Regions from separate parts of the Oryctolagus cuniculus genome. Here region 1 is linked to region 2. A link is a contact called in public Hi-C data. All regions are on one chromosome and are shown on one strand. The core of a region is the stretch at or near the end of the contact, and the rest is flanking DNA. Distances in the headings are between cores, read along the strand shown.

What was found. Hi-C and Micro-C count contacts between places; a contact is called where the count stands out from the background.
Region 1: a contact with region 2 is called in a Hi-C map of an unstated tissue, with 6 times the contacts expected there. The contact joins the promoter of LOC100351224 here to the enhancer-like site in region 2. A contact is called at or near these places in 2 of 6 Hi-C or Micro-C datasets (psoas muscle and an unstated tissue).

The regions. Positions count from the first base shown.
Region 1 is chr2:58,345,546-58,348,314 of mOryCun1.1, forward strand. LOC100351224 (FAST kinase domain-containing protein 2, mitochondrial-like) reads left to right here and starts at 1,458. Exons shown (of 1, transcript XM_008250029.4): 1 at 1,458-2,769.
Region 2 is chr2:57,962,656-57,965,549 of mOryCun1.1, forward strand. All of the region lies in intron 1 of GPM6A (glycoprotein M6A), which reads right to left. Among named protein-coding and RNA genes, the nearest start is that of GPM6A, 73 kb to the right of the region's middle. Within about 2 kb of position 1,431, at least 2 of the 8 cell types and tissues checked have an H3K27ac peak or open chromatin away from gene starts, as enhancers often do.

The sequences.
Region 1 (2,769 bases), core at 208-2,707, 380 kb after region 2:
TGATCCAGCTCCCTGCAATGCACTTGGGAAAGCAGTGGAAGATGGCCCAAGTCCTTGGGCCCCTGCACCCATGTGGGAGATGTGGAAAAAGCTCCTGGCTTCTACCTGGCCTAACCTCAGCCACTGCGATCATTTGGAAAGTGTACCAGTGCATGTAAGATCTCTCTCTGTCACTCTGCCTTTCAAACAAAATAAATCTTCAAAAAAATGTCCAGGAGAATTTATGAAAGGTAATTGACCTATATCAGCATGTTTTGTGCATTCTTGGTGTACTCAGACCACACACACAAAATTATAGTTAGCTTTTCACAAAATAATACTTGGACTATGGGAATATTCTCATTTATTCCAAATTATTTTTAAAATATTGGTTGTCATCTAGTAAATCATTATGAATACAGCTCCTTTAAAAAAGAAACAAATTAGTTCAATCAATAATAGAAACAGAAATTAATAATAAAAATGCATTTTAAAAATTTATTTTATTAAATTTATTTGAAAGAGTTACAGAAAGAGATAGAGACAAATAGAAAGAGGTCTTCCATTTGTTGGTTCACTCCCCAAATGGTCAGAATGGCTGGAGCTGTGCTGATCCGAAGCCAGGAGCCAAGAATTTCTGGGTCTCTCACATGGGTTCAGGGGCCAAGGACTTGGGCCATCCTCTGCTGCTTTCCCAGACCATAGCAGGAATCTGGATTGGAAGTGGAGTAGCTAGGACTTGAACCAGTGTCCATATGGGATACAAACGCTGCAGGCCAGGGCTTTAACCTGTTGTGCCACAGCTCCAGCCCCACAAAAATGCATAACAGCTAAAATTTACTGGTGAACTATCTATGTGGCAGGTGAATTACAAACAATATGGTAAATCATTGTCTTCTTGGTATGTGCGCATTATTCAACAAGTATGTATTGTGCTCCTCTTTGCCCAGCATTGTTGTACTAAAGATAGCAGGAACTACAGAGGGGGAAAACGTCTGTTCTCACAGAACTTACAGGGTGGTGGAGAGAACATCTAATGGACACGTGAGTAAGCAGAGTATACCTCACATAATATTATAAATATTACGAGGAAAAATAGGGGAAAGCAATGAGGAACACTTGGGTGCTAGTTTAAAGTGGGTTCTGGGAGGTCTCTTTCAGAAGGTGATACTGCAAAGAGATAGGAGAGGGAGGTTTTTGGATATTGGGAGGAAGAAAAATCCTGGCTCCAAGGCAATGCTACTGGGCTTTGTACATTAACTTTGTGTCCTGAAATTTTGCTGAGTTTTCTTTACATAAGATTATGTCATCTGCAAACAGTGACAATTTGACTTTCTCTTGTGCAGTTTAGATGGCTTTTATTTATCTTGCTTAATTGCTCTAAGAGTTCCACTATTATAGAGAAACAAATTGGGCAATTTTGTTTTGTTCCAGATCTTAGAAAGTCTTCAGCTTCAGAAAGTCTTCAGTAAGGTTTTACTATTGGTTTATTATATATGATATCAACTATGTGGAGGTATGTTGTTTCTTCACCTAATTTGTTGAGGTTTTAACATTAAATGATGTTGGGTTTTATTAAATGCCCTTTCTGCACATATTGAGATAATCATAGGTTCCTTTTTTCTGTTATTAATTTGTGTACGTTGCACCATCCCTGCATCTGTAAGGAGATTAGTTTACCATTTTAGCTGTACATATTTATGGGGTGCAGTGTGAGAATTGAGTACATGTATTCAATGGATGATAATCAAATCAGGTTAGTTAGCGTTTCCATCTCAAGCATTAACTTTTTTTTGATTAACATTTAGTAGTTGCACATATCTTTGGGTACAGCATGACATTTTAACAAGTGTACACAATGTGTGTTTACCATTTTCACCATGCTTTTCACTTCTATCTGTTCATGGAATATACAATATATTATTAAATAATTTTTAAGCCAATGCAGTCTGCAAAATCACTAGAGGGTAAGTAATTTTCATGCATATAAGCTAAGAATAGTTTCTTGGCTCTAACGTTTGTTTGTTTCCAATAATAATAATGATAATAATAATACCAAAGAGCCAAACCAAAGGCTTTCATATTATTTTAATAGGCTTATTATATTATTATAATAATACCAAAGAGCCTTTGTCTCACTGTCCAGAAACTATAGCTTGAACTGTTGTATTTCACATTGCTTTTAGGAAGTGGAAATTCTTCACACTGGCCAGATCTGTTCTTGTGAAAGTCTGGAGGAAAAAAAAAAAAAAACCCAGCGTGAAGAATCAGTATAGTGGTCTTTTCTGTTAGTAGTCCTTTGGTGCCCTCTGGTGATGTAGCTGGGTAAAACAAGTAATAGTGCCCTCTATATACACAGTTTTCCTGTTATATGGAGATGCCCTCTACAGTGTACAGTTTACAACACTGAATGGCACAGAGAAAACTTACGTGTAAGAGTATGTATTTGTCAGATCATTTAGTCATGCCTCACATAATAATTTTTAAAAGCCTTCAGAGTGTTGAAGTAAGAACAAGCAATGTCTAACTTCATAAGTTGAGGCTATGGCTCAAAAACTAGTGTCAGAAAAATATTACACACCTTTAAGACTGAGACTCACAGAAGTAAATCTGTCTTATCTCTTGTGGGCAGATCGACAGTAAATTTCCTGTCATTGAAAAAAGACAAGTTATTGGAAATCAGATTAAAAACAAAATAACTTACTAATCATAAGAGAATGGCTCCCCCGCCCCAGGCAGTCTGAACTATAAACTAATGGACAACAGCAGATGTAAAGTCCTTTGGTTTAT
Region 2 (2,894 bases), core at 181-2,680:
AACCAGATAGCACTCCTGGCTGCTGGCTTCAGCCTGGCTCAGCCCTCATTTGGGGACTGAACCAGGAGATGGAAGTCTCTCTCTCTCTCTCTCTCTCTATCTCTTTTCCACTCTCTCTTTCTCTCTTTCTCACTCTCTCGATCTCTATCTCTCTCTTTTACTCTTTCTCTAATTCTGTGTGTGTTACTCTTTCATGAATAAATAAATATTTTTAAAAAGGAAAGGAAATATATATCTTCCCATGTCAATAAATGTGAATTTGAGAGATCTTTAAAACTTTCATGGAAATGAATATTACGAGAAATCTAAGCACAGATTTCAAAAATTTTTTGCACCAAAATAAATAACCTTTTAATTCTATTTTCCAGGAAGTTTTTAAAGTAGCATCAAGATTCAAATAAGTTCAGTAGCACCTTCACAACAATTTAATCTGCAATGAAAATCATCTTAAATATTCTAACAGAAAACATTCACCTACAAATTTGGAATAAAGATTTGTGACAAATCTGTGAAAATTTATAATTTCCTTTGGTTTAATATCATACATTTTACTAAGGTAGAAAGGAAGTATTTTAAGTATAATTCACTTAAGAAGAATAAGAACAGCATTATCATATAAACAGTAAAAGTGAACACAAGCAATTAATTTTAAAACCTCTATTGTTGATAATTATTTATATTTTACAACAACTTCTCAGATAACAAATAATAATGAAAAGGAATAAGGATTTTTTTTTATATCATCTTTAACCAGATTGGTGCAACTGGGATTCCTGGAACAGGAGCTAGGAAGCCATATTTAATTCTGTCTAGTCCTACATTTCATTACATGACATTGAGGGAAATCACCTACTGTAATAGTTAAGGATATAGTTAAAAAAACACTGTTGTGTACAAAGTGATCCACAAGAGCCTTTTACAGTCAACAAAGAAAATGTTGTTGTAAGTTCACTATTGTTTGAAAAATGGGACTGTTCAAATAGTGGTTTCTGGCTCAACTGCTTAGCCACAGCAATCTAATAATTTCATTTTCTAAATTATGAACATCCCATTAGTCATGTTTTCTGATAAGAAGAAAATAGATGCTTATAGTGACTACATATTAGCATGCTATGGATAATACTGAGGATGTCTCATGTGTGACAAAGTTTAATCTCAAAAAAATTCTGTATCAATTATTTTAACAACCATCCACTTCAGAGACTTATTTTCATTTCAATAAAAAAGCAGATAATAACAGATTTAAAATTATGTACAAATGTCTTTTTTCAGAAAACGTGGTAATAAAGTGCCAAAAAACAAGCTACAAGCTGTTTGTGGACTAAGATATGCAAAGAATTATTTTTTGTGCTGGCATATACTGTAATTAGACATGGTTCTGTGCATCATGATTAAACCAGTAACTATGGTAACAAGAGCAGAAAAGCAGGAATGCCAAAAGAAGGAGCCTGAATAAGTCCATGATGGCCTGTTTTCATCCATTATTTTTAAAGTCTTTGTAATAAACAGAACTGTCTACAAAATGCTTATCAGTTTCTATTCTAATTCCTATCTTCTACATACAATAGATTAAAAATACACTGTCTCTTGAGAACACACATGCATACACACAAGCACACACAGTATTAGCTAGAACAGAGTTGAATTTCATGTTTAGAGAGCATACAGCTCTTAACAATTATCAGAGGAACACTATTCCAATCTATGTATATCTCCCTCATTTTCACAGGGCTGCATGAAGCAAATCTTAGAGCAGAAATTCACAATTTCGGAGTTAGCCTTTTGGCCTACATTTTTAGCAAAACTACTGTCTCTTGATTGCATGAGGCAAAATGTTCACTTAAACAGGCGACAAGCATCAACAGACAAGGCAACTACCAGCGACACATTTCCCATCAGTGTGTTCTGTGGGCTTCACCCATGGCAGTCTTCAGGAGATGGAAATATCGAAGCCTCACTTCCAGAGACCTTGAATTCCTAGGCTGCGTGTACTCTTTTGGTGTCAAAATCAGGAAGTAAAATGAGAAATAATTAGAGCAGTTTCAAAGGAGCACATCAATCAAAACTGATTAAAGGTTTAAAATGTAAGCCTTTTGAGAAAAGAGGGTTTTTTTTAAATCGTTTTTGAGGCTAAAAAAGACTCTCTGTGGCAAAGCCAAAATGTGAACAGCAATTATCTCTTTATGAAAGACAAAAAAGGATGGAATAATATATATTTCAGAAACACAACTTTAATTTATGCAATATCATTATTGTACAGATATGGCATTGGATAGGACATTAATCCATGGACTCTAATCAAATTTATTAAAGAAGATGAAAAAATAATTTTGATCCAATTTAATACAAATGAGATTAACACTCTTGCTAAATGTTTAAATTCAGTGACTCTGTAGTATAGCTTCTGTATAAGAAGTATGAAACTTTCACAAGTCTCAACTGAATATAGTTAAACAGTAAGTAAAATTATTTCAAAGTTGGAAGAATGAGTTTCAACTAAAGCAGGGTAACAAAATTACTCAGTGTTTCAGTAAAACTGTTAATAACCAAAACTAATTATTTAAGTGTTAAGATAATTTTTTGTTCATTTACTCATTGTGTCAACCAATATTGAATATCTGCAGTGTTCTACATTTGGGACATGTAATCACAAACAGAAAGTAGACAGTGAATTAGTAAAACATAAATTTCTCAGCAGTTTAGATTGTGACAAGAAATTTATATTAATATTATACTAAGAGTTGTTGTGTAAATAAAGAGTGATGTGGTCAAGATTAACCGTCAACAGCCTGCTTTGTGGACTGGCATTGTGGCACAGTGGGTTAATCCATGACTAGCTAGGCAGACTTCCCATATCTAAGTGTTAATTGGAGTTCCCACTGCTCTACTTCCAA